2 separate regions of the Sus scrofa genome follow, and region 2 is linked to region 1. A link is a contact called in public HiChIP or PLAC-seq data. All regions are on one chromosome and are shown on one strand. Each heading gives the region's core, a stretch centred on a gene start, on an enhancer-like site or on the middle of the called end of the contact. The rest is flanking DNA. Distances are from core to core; before and after follow the strand shown.

Region 1 (7,768 bases), core at 2,016-4,515:
AGAGATGACTGGAAAGATGAGAGAGGCGCAAAAAGACCCCGATCCACCACTGATGTCCTCCATCATGCAGCTATTTAATGCTCTGCCCATCCGTCGACTCGGCTACTTCTCTACTGATGGTCATTTATTTCATTTTCAGTGTTTTCACAATTATAAACACTGTTGGGATGAACAACGTACTTGTGCACATGTAACGCCTACGAGGTGAAAGTGCTGGGTCCAAAGGTGTGCCCGGGTGACCTTTAACAGGCACTCCCCATTTACCCTACGAGCGACCATACCCATTCAGACGGCCACCAGTCCTCCTCAACACAGCCTCACGATGGATCAGCAGTGCGGACGATAAATGAGGCAGCTGCTGAGACTGCTGAAGAAACCCCACATTCAACTCGGGCACTCACCCATCGGTTCCTTGATAACACCATAGTAATCTGGTGCATCATTAGGATCCACCGGTTCCAGGAAAGGCCATGCCATCTTATGGGCCTGGAATGAAAGAATAAAAGGCATCATTATGGTCCGGTGGAAATAATAATTCCATTTAAGTTTCCCATTAGACTTGAAAAGCCAGTTTTAAACTTGAGAGATGAAACTGTTTAAACTTAGATAATTTTTGCTCTAGTCACAAATGATCTCAGATGAGCAAACTTTGTAATAACAGTTCTCAACAAGAAGCCTGGGATGCTGGCGTGCAGTGGGGATGGGGGAGCACAGGCCCAGGAGGCAAGAAAGCTGTACTTTGGTCCCTACATTACGACCTGACCATCGAGAGATGCTGGACCTGCAATCACATTTATTAAACCGGTGGGATGGGCTCCAAGTGTGGAATGACCACCTCCACAGGCTAATGATGTGCCAGAGATAGGATGCTAAGTAACATTCAACCACGTACTGAGACGACTATCCTCCTTTCAGTTCTTGCAATACTTGTGATAATGATTACATCAAGAGAAGGCGTCAATCGAGCACTCCTGGGTATGGAATACATCTCCAACACTTGCTAATCTTATAAGCCACCCCATTTCCTTTTTATTTTTAACAAGGGAGGGAAGGTTTGGGTTAAAGCTTTAGATAAGCATTTGAATCCCACCAGAATTTAATCAGCTTTTCGATCAATGGTGATGAGAAAATTTTCTCTAAAAATAAAATTTAGGGAGTTGTTCCCATTGTGGTTCAGTGGTGACAAATCCAACTAGGATCCATGAGGACACAGGTTTGGATCCCCAGCCTCGCTCAGTGGGTTAAGGATCTGGCGTTGCTGTGGTTGTGGTGTAGGCTGGCAGCTGCAGCTCCGATTGCACCCCTAGCTCGGGAATTTCCATGCAATTCGAGTGTGTCCCTAAAAAGACAAAAATAAATAAATAAGGAAGTTCCCATCCTGGCACAGCGGGAACGAATCTGACTAGGAACCATGAGGTTGCAGATTCGATCCCTGGCCTCGCTCAGTGGGTTAAAGATCTGGAGTTGCTCTGAGCTGTGGTGTAGGTTGCAGACTCGGCTTGGATCTGGCATTGCTGCAGCTGCGGCGTAGGCCAGCAGCTGTAGCTCCAATTCAACACCTAGCCTGGGAACCTCCATATGCCACAAGTGCACAGGCCTAAAAAGCAAAACAAAACAAAACAATAAAATATAGCTTAAAAAAAAAAATGAGTCATGGGAGTTCCCTTGGGGAGTAGTGGGTTAAAGATTCAGTGTTGTTGCTGCAGTGGCTTGGGTCACTGTTGTGGCACAGGTTCGATTCCTGGCCCTGGAACTCCTACATGCTGTGAGCATGTACCAAAAACAAACAAACAAACAAAAAACAAAACGAGTTGTTTTGACTTTATTTATTTATTTATTTTTGTCTTTTCTAGGGCCATACCACACCTGTGGCATATGGAGGTTCCCAGGTTAGGGGTCAAATCAGAGCTACGGCTGCCAGCCCACACCACAGCCACAGCAACGCTGGATCCTTAACCCACTAGCCAGGGATTGAACCCGTAACCTCACGGTTCCAACTCGGATTCGTTAACCACTGAGCCATGACGGGATCTCCAAGACTCATTTTTAAATATAAGCATTAGATAAACAACGGTTGAGCCAGTGTGTGGATCTGGTAACCGGCATGACATCGGCACAGGAAGGACTGAGGTCTGTCGACTTCGCTACCTGAGAGTCAGTAACTAATCATGTATTCCAGGATTGCAAAGTTCAAGCCCCAGAAGTGTTTCCAAGACCACGCTGGCGAGCTTCACCTTTAAATGCTGTCCAGACTGGTTTCCTACCTGTAAAGAACGCAGCACCCTTTTCAAACCCTCATAATCTTTCTCCGTCAGCGGCGTGAGCACTGTCATGGCATCCTCTGTTGACTGGCACTGTGGACAGACATACTCGTCAATGAGCTCTGCCTCACTTTGCAAGATGCCAACGCAGCGCCCATGGTACCAATTCTGACACCGATCGCAGCCAATATAAAATCTGTAAGATCCGAAATGGAAATGTGAGTTCAAAACAGATGGGATCACATTGCTTATACTATACTTTAAGAAGTAATAAAACATGCATTAGGAAACACTTTAACCCTGGGATATAAAATAGTTTTAGTATTATAATCGTTTTAATACTTTTGAAGATCGACATTCCAATGTGTTAATTTAGTATTTCTGATGTTAAGAACAAGCATTAAAGGTTTAAGGACACTGTCAAAATCAGAGAACCAATACGGGAAAAAAAAAGTAAGACATTCAATTGACTTTAAAGCTCGAAACAAAGACAAAAATCTTTCAACTAGTACCCTATCAAATGGGAAGCTGATTTTGGCCACCCAAAATCCTAAAAGCTAATAACAGAGTCTCAAAGCTTGTACCCAAATTAGTGTTTTTCTAACCTGCATTAAAGCACCATTTCAAAACACTGATAAAGTCCAAACAAGTCAGGCTATTTTAATCTCATTAATTTCCATGTTACATATTGAAGAATCAAGTCTACCATTAAACCACATTTTCCCCAATGCATCTCAAACATTCACTATGAAGCAACATAAATTTTGAAGGGGAGGTAAAGAGGGAAGAAAAGTAAAAAAAATTGGAAAGGAATTTGTAATGTAAGTGTATATAATATATGCAGAAAAAAAAATCTTGCTTTTTATTTTAAAATAAATAAGTAACCAGTCAGAGCAATTTGGCTTCCTGAATTATTAAATATGATGCTCTTATCAGAACTCACTGTGACTCATCATAAGGTGTTCTGCAGATACAGTACAATTCCTCACTGCTGCCCTCTTGTGCCCGTTTACAATCATTACAGATGTACACATCCATTTTCTTAGCCTCCTTTTCTGTGATGCCAACACATTCTCCATGATACCAGTTAGTACAAAGATCACAGCCAATATAGAACCTAAAAGTATTCACAATGAAAATGACAATGTAATTGTCATTTTGAGCTGCATGGTACGTCAATCTGTCTTCCCTGTCCTGATGCACGTTCTTATAGGATAACTTTCTGCAATGAGTCAGCTAAACATACTGAATCCAACCATCCTAACCCTGACAAACTACAGCATCGGACACTGTGTCAAGTGTGGAAACATAAAGTCACTCACATCAATTGCAACAAATACACTGTTTAGTGAAATGTGGGTCTTTAAAAACATACTGGAATTTGAAAAAATAAACAACACACTGATGGTAATGTCTTCCTCTTAATGAACGTGTGTAAAACTGTAACAGGCACAGAAACCAAAGCCAGAGAATCAAAGACTTACATCTGTCAAACCTATGCCACAGAAGCCATTTCGAAATCGGGGCTATTCCTTAGATAGGTTTGAAAATGTATCTCACGATTTAAATTTGGAAACAAAGCAAAGCGCAAACACCAAGTAGAAGTTACACTACAAGGAACATGCAGGTCAGCCAGGTGCAGGAAATAAATGGTCAAAATATGATATGAAGAAGAGAACCAAAAAAGGTACATGGAGTAATTCAGTTCCTACCAAGTTTTCTACATAAACACTGGAATTTAATCTAATTGTAAGATGATGATATGGGTCAGTTTCTCAGTTAATGTAACGTGTATGACAACGTGGAGGGTGGCCAGGTTAACTAGCTGGTAAGGAACTACTTTAGTTCAAAACCAGGGACACAGCCTAGAGAGTGATGTAAACCCCAAGAGGTTCTCTCAGATGGGGCTGAATGAGTGTGCGGCTATGGGTAATTCCATACAGTTCATTAACCCTCAAGGCTTTTGTACTATAAGATCTCAAATGGCAAAAGGAAAAGTATCTTGTGGCAAACACATCACGTCTCTAAAAACGTTGACGGGTGCTTTGGAGGACCGACTAGTCAAGGTCGTGGCAAGAAGGAGCACGAATCACAGGGGAGGAGGCTGGCCTCGCCGACACCATTGGTTCTACCAAGGTGTTTCCCGGCAGACTCACCTAGGGGAATGGAAACAGTCCTCAGGCTCAGCCTAACCTGCTCTACGAACGGAAAGGCTTACAGACAGCTGTGCGGTTTGTTCTGCTGCCACTAAGTGTTTTCTTTTGAATTATGACTCTTGCATGATTTTCGCTGCCACAGGTGGAGGCCTTCAGAATGTCTTTGTATGTTGCCTTCACCAGGTGGTGGGCTCTGTGTTCTGCAAGTAAGCTCAGAACTCCAAAAAATGTTGTTTTTTTAAAAAAAGTTTTAAAAATTAAAGTTTTAGTCACTCTCACTAGATTTCCAAACCAGCCTAGTTTGGTACAAGAGATTACAAAATAATCCTTAAAAAACACTAACTCATTCCAACCAGAACAGGGAGTGAATGAACTCAGTACAGTGAAATGTTAATAAATGACAAACGAAAAAACATGAAATATCCACAAAATAATGAAGCAACCTCAAGAGAATGAGCATGTATGTGTGCTGCATTTTAGGCAATTTAGGGATTACAAACAAGTTGTGGGTGAAGTGAATTTCTACGATTCTATGACCAAAAAAGTTTTGTTATTAAGGAAATTCCATAAGCAGATCTTTGTGTAAAGACAAGGAATCACGTCCTGTTTTGTTTCCTCAGGGGAAACGAAACAGAGTTCTTTCTAGACCATGTCTAATTTCTCATAAAGTAGGAGTGAGACGTGAAGATGCCTACACTGATCTGGGTTTAATTCAACACACAGCGAAATTTACCAACAAAAAGTTCTGATTCAGCACTTGCAAAAACAGATTATAATTTAATAAACAGCACCACTAAAGCAGCTTCGGCTTGCAACTTAAACATCATTAAAGAGACAATTTTATTTTATAAATGGATTAGGCATCCGCTTAGGGTAGACATTAAGCACTTCCAATTCTAAAGGATTATATTTTTAGCACACGCCAATAAACTTCTTGGTACTGGAACGTTAACATTGGGGTTAATTTTGGCTTTAAAAAGTTGGCCTGCGTTTGAATGTTGAAAATGGGAGCTAAATACCTCGTTGAGTGATAATGAGGATAGGAAAAAAAAGTATAAATATGCTTATAGATCGTCTCTAAAATGTTGTATATATCACCAAATACAAGTCATGACTGTCAAAAAACAGCTTCCAGCTGCCATGCTTATCAAATTTTTGAGTGTCACACTTGAAGGATAGGTGAAAGAATCACTTTTTGTATTTTTCTGGGTTTGGTCCCCAGCAACAAAGTGGGAACTCTGACAAAAATAATATTAGCGTACAGTATTCTAATTCAAAAAACACGGAATTGCTTAAAATTAAACAATAAAAAACCAAAACCACTCAATCTCAAAGCCCCTTGCACCACTCATATCGAGGGCATCTCTGGGGCTGGATGCAGTCACGGGGTTGTGAACATTCCAGAAAGTGACAGTAATACACCTCCTTCTCCAGACAGCATTGCTGACGGATCTGGAGTTAATCCAGAGAAAAGAAGAGACAGCAAAGGAGCAACAGAAAGCTTATTTTTGACAGAAAAGAATATGATGAAGGACAAACACGAATCATGAACATGTGAAATAACCAATTTTTATTCTAGTGTCAAGGTTAAGAATATCAGATGCAAGACCACAGATGAAACATTATTCTCCTTACTTTTACTTTTTATTTACAATGCTACCGATATACTCCTTTTCTTCAAAACTGGAAACTTAGCTAAACGTTTAAGAAAATAAACTTGAGCGCAAAAAGATCTACTCACTTAGATTCATCGTAAGGCGTTTTACAGATACAGTAAAGCTTTGTGTCCTTCTTCGTTTCCTTTGAGGTAGTAGAGATCATTTTCTTTTTCTTGGATCTGGAGCTCGAGTCTCTTTCCTCTTCTCGCTTCCTTTTCTGGGAAGCCACAGGCAGCGTGGCTGTGGCCGTGGCTGTGGCCAGGGGGCCCGAGTGCTGGGGGGAGGCGGAGGTGGAGGCGAAGGTGGGGGGGCGGGAGGGGCAGGCGGTGCTGCAGGGGAGGTGGCAGCTACTGCGGTGGCCTGCACCAGCTCTTTCTCCTTCTTAATTTTCAGATCCCTCTTGAGCTCTTCCTGTTGTCAAGGAAAGAAAATACAAGGCCATCAATCAACTTATGCAATGATCTGGCCAAGGACCTTACGTTATCTCCCCATTACAGTAGATTCATAGTTCAGCCTAAGGTGACAGAGTTTTGCTAACTGCAAACAAGAAGGTTCTTACTGTACCTTAAATCAAATTAAAACAACTAGAAACAAACTGAAGATTACACAACAACTAGAAAACTGCTAGCCATCTTCAAAGGAGGCTGGACAGAAAGATGAGCAAGCGTCTAAAAAGAAGGTCCCTGCCCGCCCGCGTGCCCAGGCCCTGTCCTGGTCAATTTCAGTCGTTGCTCAGCACGTGATTTCAAGTGTCCGCACCACACCGGCTTTCTTCCTCAGAGTGAGACTGGACACAAACTGAACATGGTACTTGAGATGCGGCCGAACCGGCCCGAGCAGAGACACATGTGCCTTAGTGACTGTGCTCCTAACGCCTAGACTTTAAGACTTCAGGGAGAGCAATACAAATTTTGCCATAAATTAAAATCCTTATTTTCCCCATGTGAAATATTTTGCAGACACATATTTGCTACCTCGTGCTCCCACTTATTTTTAGAAATGACGATTAAAGGATTTTTTACTTCCTTAGAGAAAAATCACCTGCGACTGGCGACCGTGAACAAACTTGGTGTAAATAAATCACAGCTCTAACCAAGCTTTTAAACACCAACAAATGCTACCAAATAAACCAGTGGAGTTCCACACTGTGGCTCAGCAGGTTAAGAACCCAATGCAACGTCCGTGAGGATGCGAGTTCTATCCCTGGCCTCCCTTAGGGGGTTAAGGATCTGGTGTTGCTGGGAGCTGTGGCACAGGTCATAGATGTGGCTTGGATCTGGGGTGCTGTGGCTGTGGTGTAGGCTGACAGCTGCAGCTCCTATTTGACCCCTAGCCTGGGAACTCCCATATGTTGTAGGTATGGCCATTAAAAAAAAAAAAAAAAAAAAAAAAAAAAAAAAAAAAAAGCCAGAATGGTCCTGGTTTAATGAATCTCTTCCATCTAGAGTCTTGACAGTCTTATAAATTGGCAGATAGGCTGTGTGACGATTCAACAGCTCTTTTTTTTTTTTTTTTGGTCTTTTTGCTATTTCTTGGGCCGCTCCCACGGCATATGGAGGTTCCCAGGCTAGGGGTCTAATCGGAGCTGTAGCCACTGGCCTAAACCAGAGCCACAGCAACGTGGGATCTGATCTGCATCTGCAACCTACACCACAGCTCACGGCAACGCCGGATCGTTAACTCACTGAGCAAG
Region 2 (7,768 bases), core at 2,073-4,572, 43 kb before region 1:
GCGGCTCAGATCCCTCGTTGCTGTGGCTCTGGCGTAGGCCGGTGGCTACAGCTCTGATTCGACCCCTAGCCTGGGAACCTCCATATGCCGTGGGAGCGGCCCAAGAAATAGCAAAAAGACAAAAAAAAAAAAAAAAAAATTATCAAAGTTTCTTAAGATGATTAAAGCAACATTTTAGGTGTTTGTGGGGTTTTTTTTTTTGCTTTTTAGGGCTGCACATGCAGTATATGGAAGTTTCCCAGCTAGATACTGAATTGCTGCAGCTGCCAGCCTACACCACGGGCACAGCAATGTGGGATCCAAGTGCATCTGCAACCTACACCACAGCTCATGGCCACACGAAATTCTGAACTTACTGAGTCAGGAGAGGGATTGAACCCTCGTCTTCATGGACACTAGCTGGGTTCATTACTGCTGAGCCATGACGGGAACTCCAGGAAATTTTTTAGGTTAATAGTATGTGGCATAGAAAGAAAGGAAGGATAAAATTAGGAAAGTACTGGTGTGCCCGACGTGGCTCAGTAGTTAACGAATCCAACTATGAACCATGAAGTTGTGGGTTCGATCCCTGGCCTTGCTCAGTGGGTTAAGGATCTGGCATTGCCCTGAGCTGTGGTATAGGTCGCAGACGCGGCTCAGATCCTGTGTTGCTGTGGCTCTGGCATAGGCCGGTGGCTACAGGTCCAATTCGACCTCTAGCCTGGGAACCTCCATATGCCGTGGGAGCGGCCTAAGAAGTGGCCAAAAAAAAAAAAAAAAAATTAGCAAACTACTGAAAATGCTTCAGGAGGAAAAAGATCTGACTTTTTCCTTTTTTTTAAAGCTGCTGACAAGTACAAAAAAATAGAGAATACTTTAAAAACAAACAAACAAAAAAAAGAATTCAAGAAAGAGTTGCCTTCTGCTGTAGCAGGTTAAAAGCTGGCATTGTCACTGCAGTGGCTTAGGTCCAATCCCTGGCCTAGTAACTTCCACATGCCACAGGCAAGGCCAAAAAAAACAAAACAAAACTGGAGTTCCCATTGTGGCTCAGCAGAAACAAATCTGACTAGTACCCATGAGGATGCGGACTCATCCTTCTTAGCCTCCTTCAGTGGGTCGAGGAATCTGGCATTGCCATGAGCTGTGGTGTAGGTCACACATGGGTGTGGTTAGGCTGGCAGCTGTAGCTCCAATTCGACCCCTAGCCTGGGAAATTCCATATGCCAAGGGTGCAGCCCTAAAAAGCAAAAAAAAAAAAAAAAATCAAGAAAGACAAAGGTAGAAATAAGTTGGTCCTGCACACACTTTCACTTAACACTTGAATGACCAGGTCAAGGTCCGAAGCTGACAGCTAGAAATGCAGGTAGTCTTGAAGGGAGATCAGAGCCAAAGACAATCTTGGAATCAACTTTAGTAGATTATTAAGTGTGGGAAGGAAAGAAGACAGCTCACTAGAATTACTGACTGGGAGCACAAAAATAAAAGATCTTCACATTTGATAGTTAAGACTATAAAGCTAGGAATGTTATTTAAATTTCTAAGAAAAGACCCATATTGATTTTCTGGGTTTACCATAATCACAAGCTGAAATATCCTTACCTGGTTATTGCGGTTTTCCTGCAGTGGAGAAGTAGCGTCATCAGGAAAAGAGCTGACATTTCTCCTTTTCAGCATCTGGTCATCCTTCTTAGCTTTCCTCAGCTCCACATTAACTTCTATTCGGCGCCGCCTCATTTCCTTGAGAGAAAATTACATATCATTTCACCTATTACACCAGTTTTTGTTGCCAAGTGATGGCATTTTTTTCAAATTCCTTCAAAGTTTTGACCCCTTCAAATATATTGCCATTTAAAAAATACCACAGGAAAGCAACAGAAAGTACTCACTGTACTGTCTTTCCCCTTGTTCTTGAATCTGTTAAGGCGGGCAGCTGGTGAATTAGCATTCTCATTGGTGGACATGGTTATGAGACAAAGGGAGGGAGGTATCTATAAGATGAGGGAGAGAAAAAAAATTCCCTTTTATCATTTTGATTGGCAATACGGTAAGCATCAAGGGAATTATCGAAAACATATTGAATCCACACTTTTGTAATGGAAGAGGAACTTCCTTTTTCAGCACTATGTAGTTTTAGCCAAAGGATATTTGGCCCCTCCCCTCCGAAGGGCTGAGACTTCCTGGAGCAGTGCTGTCCATCAGAAATATAAAGCAAGCAGCCTAAATTTAAATTTCCTAGTAGCCACATTTTGTTTAAAAAAAGTAACAAGAAACAAATGAAATTAATTTTAATATTTAACCCAACACATCCAACATATTCTCATTTCCACACGTTAAAATATCAAAAAAATTACTGAGATATTTCACATTCTTTTTTCCTACCAATTCTTCAAGATCTGTACTTTAAGCTTACAGCACAACTCGATTCAGACTAGCCACTTGCGTCTGGCGACTACCGCACTGCACAGAGCGGCTCTAGACTCTATAGAGGATCTACAAATACTTAACTGAACTCGGAGTAGGGGGACTGAGCTTATAGGTAAAATCTTTGTCCTAGGGGCCATAAATTCAGATCCTCTGGAGGCTCCACTGTCTTTAAATGGCCTAACAGGTACATTCTCCACAGTTGAAAGTTGTTAAAAATCTGACTCATCATTACGTTATGGAGTCTTTCATAAAATGTCCTGTCCACACTGAAAACTCGCGACGCAGTTCTTCATCTTCAGCATCTCGCACACTTTCGAGGAATTCCGAGTGAATGCACCAAATTAGGTTGATATCCCCAGCTGTGCTTCACTCAGACGTGGCTACTTAAGCGCACTCCCCAAAAGATCACAAAAGGAAAAGTCCTCCTAAGGGGGGGAGGGGGCTATCTTTAATTTCATTTTGTTCTTTTACGAAATAGTGACACAACCAACCCAGGGCCGACGTGTTTTAAGAGACAGCACTTCCAACTGCCACCTCCATCTCCAGTCCCTTCCCCTGCTCCCCCCTCCCCGCCCCATTTCGGGGAAGGAGCAGCCGGGAACTGACGGAGGAGGAGCCAGAGGCGCCCGGCAACCTACTTGGGCTTTCGCCCTCGGGCCTCACTCTGATTCTCGAGTAAATGCCATTGCGGCGGTTTGCAGAGCCTCGGGCCCTAAAACCCAAGCACCCGCATCCCCAAACACCCGTCTCGTAAACGAACGACCCCAAAGGCCTCGTCAACCAAAGAAGCCAAAGCTAGGCCAGGCGTATAGCCCGGGCCTTCCCTCCCGCCACCCACAAGCCGAGCCCGGCCTACAGGCCAGCCGTTGCCACTCAGGCCGGACTGCGGCCTAGGTTCGTACCTACACAGCCGGCTCAGGCTTCCACAGGAGGCGGTCAGGGGCGCTCAGGCTGCGGCTCAGGGTCTCTCAAAACGTCCACCACGGTCAGCGCGAGGACAGTGTGGCTCGTGCAGCCGGCGCGATTTAAATTTCCCGGTGGCTCCGCATTCCGATTGGCTGGTTCGAGCTTATGCTAGACGTCCATTGGTGGATTTGAAAAACACGTTGGGAGGGGTCAGAGGGCCCAGAAGATACGATAGCATCGCGAGATGAGGGAGCGGCCGGGCGATCCCAGAGCGCCCCGCAGTTCGGAGGCGGCAGCCTTCAGGTCCCGGCGTGCAGCGCGAAGGGCTAGTTTCCAGCCCGCCTTGGCCATAGCCTCGGTCCTTTACCGAGGGTTTACTCGTGTACAGTGGTTGGTCGTTACCCTTGGCGTCTGCCTTAAGAGAACCACAAATGATTCCCCAAATAATTTTTAAAATTTCGATATAGAAATACATTGCTATGTATTTTTTTCTCTGATAGGACTCAGAAGAAAAAGGCCACCAAAGGTTAGCAGGGCCACCAAGGAGGGGATGGATAAAGCAGATTTGTGCTGCACTTTTTAGTTTAGTTTTTTTTTTCTTCTAACTTGCATCATAAAAGACTGCATAGACGGCACAAGTAATGGTAACAAAAGGTTTACTACATCTGTTTCTCCAGTCTTATTTTTTATTTTCAAATACAAAAGAACTATAAATCTTTATGCATATTTGCCAAGTGTTAACATTTGCCACATTTACTATTTCTTTCTCTGTGTAAATACCCACACGTACTAGTAGGCCCATATGCATAGCTTTTACATGATACTTTTCAACCTTTTGAAGGGTAAGTTTGAGAAATCATGTCCCTTTATCCCTAAATATTTTGGGTTGCACCTTGGAAGGATAAGGACATTCTGTTATATAACCACTCCACAATCATCAAATTCAAGACATCTGAACTTCGATGTGATTTATTATATAGTCCATGTTCAAATTTTGTCAGTTGTTCCAGTAATGACTTATGCTACAATTTATACATTTCTGAATAAAATGCTTGCATTTTCTTGTAATTTTTAAAAAAGCATCAGTGATGGTTCTCGTAATGTCAGTGTTATAGGCCACTTTGTTTTCATAATTTTTCCGTATTCTGAAAAGGGTATTTTTAAGAAAAGCTGTATTGGTTTTGTTGTTTGTGTGTTTTTTACTATAAATTCAAACAATGGTCTTCGTCTCTTCTTGCAGGCATTTTTGCCAGCTTCATGCACTGTGTAGCAGCCAAGGGAATCACAGGAGGTTGTCTCCTCTCACCTACCCAATCAGTATAATCCTATCTGCCCAAATGCGAAAACGTGGAAGGAATTCACCTGTAAACCAGTCACTGCAAGGCATTCCCTTTGCTACAATGAATGGCTCAGGGGCAGTCATCTGACCTAATTTCATCCAGTTGTGAAGCCTATGCTTTTTGTTTAATGATTGGAGGTGGGAAAGCAGGCTCTGTTCCGAACTGAGTGATGTGAGTTCTAGAAATTTGAGTTAAGACAATTGTAGAGAAACCATGAAAGCTTTGATCACCATCCTGACCTACCTCAGAAGGCTGCAATTATATCATCCTTTGTGATAATTATATCATCACTTCCTTTGTTGTTTAAGTTAGTGTAATTGGGCTTTCTTTTGCATGAAAATATCGGTATTACGTGCCTAGAAGTGTTTGGTATTACCGATATGAAAATTCATCTTCACAATTCTGTGAGGTAGTATTACTATCTGTTCCATTTCACAGAAGAGAAGAGCGGGTGGTTAAGTAACTTGTCAGGTTCACACAGGAACAAATGGCATTCAAACCTAGACGGGCAAATTTGAAGAAAATTTTGTTCACCCTGCAACGACCTAACAGTTGCCTTCCTTAATGGGTTATCCAATTAATGTACGTTGACTAAATGCAAGAATGAAAAAGAAGTAGTTTGATAAAGAAGGAAAGGTTGAGGGGGATGCAGGAGAACCTTCCGGCAGAGGAAGGGGCCTGAACTCTGTAAAATGCAGAGGCCTGGGCCTACCCAGGTGAATAGAATTAGAACGGGGTGGGATGGAGGACAGGCTTCGGAATTTTCTTTACAATTCCCCAAGTGCGCTTAATATCTAGTATGCAGCCAGTGCTGAGACCTTTACCGTAAGAACCCAACAGGTAGGAGGCCACTCACTGCGGCGCAGAGAATCCCGCAGGCAGGCCACGCACCATCGGGGAAGGCGGGTGGGGAGGACAACGCGCATGCGCGGGGAGGCTAGGTTGGTGGGCGGGGCTGAGGGCGGGCGGGGCCGAGAGCGCAGGCGCATTTTGCCGTCGCTGGGGGCGGCTCCCAAATCCCACGCCGCCCGACGTGAGGCCGCCAAGCTCGGGGGCGGGGCGCGATGATGGCATCGCGTAAGGAGATGGTGTGAGAACGCGGATCCTGTGGTGACCCAGTGGCCTAATGGATAAGGCATCAGCCTCCGGAGCTGGGGATTGTGGGTTCGAGTCCCATCTGGGTCGTACACAGACTAATTTTGGTGCAAGGGGAAAAAAGTGATTACAGGCACTTAGAACTCAAAGTAGATTTTGAAATGTCATTATTTCGCTTTCTCTACAGAGCTATGAGGTCTGTTGTACTTACAAATTAGGAAATGCATCTCCGTGTTTTAACAGCACTGCAAGTGAGAACTTGCAAGTGAAAGTCACAATCTCACCTACAGAATCATTTAGTTTATACGGGTCTTTAAAGGAAAAAGGTTGAGGAAAAGGAACCGCCAATTTGACAGATGGCATCACCTCTTTCTCTGCCTTTTTAAATTGAGTTTATATGTATTTTGCTGTACACCTGAAATTACTACAACGTTTACGTCAACTATACTCCAATAAAATTAAAAATAAATGAATAAACTGAGTTTTCCATGGGCAGCCACACAGACAAAACTTCCTCCCCATCCTTATCCCATCCTGCTCACAGTGTGAGCAGATCCAACTGTGTTGACTCCAGACTTATTTCCAGTACTAAGGAGAATGTATAAGCAACTGTGTTTTTAACTGTATTAAAACATACAAATATAATAAATATAATTTATGGTTTCTGTCCCTAAAGTATTATGAACAACAAATTACAGCTGGATCATAAGGTTTGTGTGTGTGTATTTGATTTGCAATAAAAGAAATACAATCGAGTTTTTACGCTTTTCAGACTGGTTCAGTTGACTAGAAAAGTTTAAACTCTTCTTGTAAAACTTGTATAAGACGAATATCACTGAGTTAACTCCTACTCTTGAAAAACAGCAAAATACTAAATGCAGTGTCATACCTGGATTTGAGCTTGGATGTTCATGGAAAAAAAAAAAAAAAAAAAAAGCGGACTCTGAATACATTCTCTAGTTAGTGACCAGCAGTCTACCAATGTTGATTTCTTCCTCGTGACAAATGTACATGGTTACGTAAGATGTTAACATTAAAAGAAAGTGAATGAAGGGTACATGGGAGCCCTCAGTTCTATCTTCGCAACTTTCATATAAATCTGAAATTATCCAAAATTAAAAGTGTTTTAAAAAGAAAACCAGGAGTTCCCATGCGGCTCAGCGGGTTAAGGATCCGGTGTCCTCACTGCAGTGGCTCAGGTTGCTGCTGTGGCACTGGTTCTATCCCTGGCACAGGAACTTCTGCATGCCTCAGGTGCAGGCCAAAAAAAAAAAATCCCCACGCAATCAATGAGAAAATATAGCTGATACCGTTACCATCCTTTTTTTTTTTTTTTTTTTTTGTCTTTTTCCCTTTTATAGGGCCTCTCTCTCGGCATATGGAGAGTCCCAGGCTAGGGGTCCAATCGGAGCTGTAGCGCCGGCCTACGCCAGAGCCACAGCAACGCGGGATCTGAGCCGCGTCTGCCACCTACACCACAGATCACGGCAACGCCGGATCCCTAACCCACTGAGCAAGCCGAGGCATCGAACCCACCACCTCATGGTTCCTAGTCGGATTCATTAACCACTGAGCCACGACGGGAACTCCTACCATCCTTTTTTAAGATTAGAAATGTAGTGCTGAATTTGAAAACCAGAGCACGGTGGCAAATAAATAAGCCCAGGGGATAATTTCTAGCTCCGCTCATGGAATCTCAGAGTGGGCCACATTAGGTTCTTGCATACAGTAAATGCTCAAAAAATCTTGTCTTTTGTGGGGAGGGATCTGCAGCGTGCATCAGCGTGATGTGTGATCTCAGTTCCCAGGCCAGGGACTGAACCTCGGCCACAGCAGTCGCCAAATCCTAACCACTGGAACACTAGGGAACTCCCCCCAACACTTGAACTGCATCGTCTCCAGCCTCCCATCTGTAGGCAGGGTCTGGGAACAATGGACAGTCGCCATGTCTCCTTGGTCCCCAAAGGCAAGACGGCTCTCAGATGGCAATATTCAGCCCACGGACTGTGCAGGACAACTCC

Evidence for each region. HiChIP or PLAC-seq counts read pairs in DNA pulled down with a chosen protein or histone mark.
Region 2: a contact with region 1 is called in an H3K27ac HiChIP or PLAC-seq map of alveolar macrophages. The contact joins the promoter of KPNA2 here to the enhancer-like site in region 1. A contact is called at or near these places in 1 of 5 promoter capture datasets (liver), 8 of 47 Hi-C or Micro-C datasets (embryonic fibroblasts, heart right ventricle, liver and 2 more) and 1 of 2 datasets of contacts at active chromatin or transcription factors (alveolar macrophages).

The regions. Positions count from the first base shown.
Region 1 is chr12:14,238,043-14,245,810 of Sscrofa11.1, reverse strand. BPTF (nucleosome-remodeling factor subunit BPTF) reads right to left here. Exons shown (of 31, transcript XM_021068118.1): 26 at 6,357-6,486; 27 at 6,159-6,354; 28 at 2,265-2,457; 29 at 402-486. Among named protein-coding and RNA genes, the nearest start is that of C12H17orf58, 20 kb to the left of the region's middle. Within about 2 kb of position 3,265, at least 3 of the 83 cell types and tissues checked have an H3K27ac peak or open chromatin away from gene starts, as enhancers often do. A contact at or near this core is called in alveolar macrophages, where this site is marked.
Region 2 is chr12:14,280,866-14,288,633 of Sscrofa11.1, reverse strand. It overlaps KPNA2 (karyopherin alpha 2 (RAG cohort 1, importin alpha 1)), which reads right to left and starts at 3,322. Exons shown (of 11, transcript NM_001163404.1): 1 at 3,309-3,322; 2 at 1,869-1,970; 3 at 1,582-1,719. The coding sequence starts at 1,943. TRNAR-CCG (a tRNA gene) reads left to right here and starts at 5,765; the gene lies at 5,765-5,837.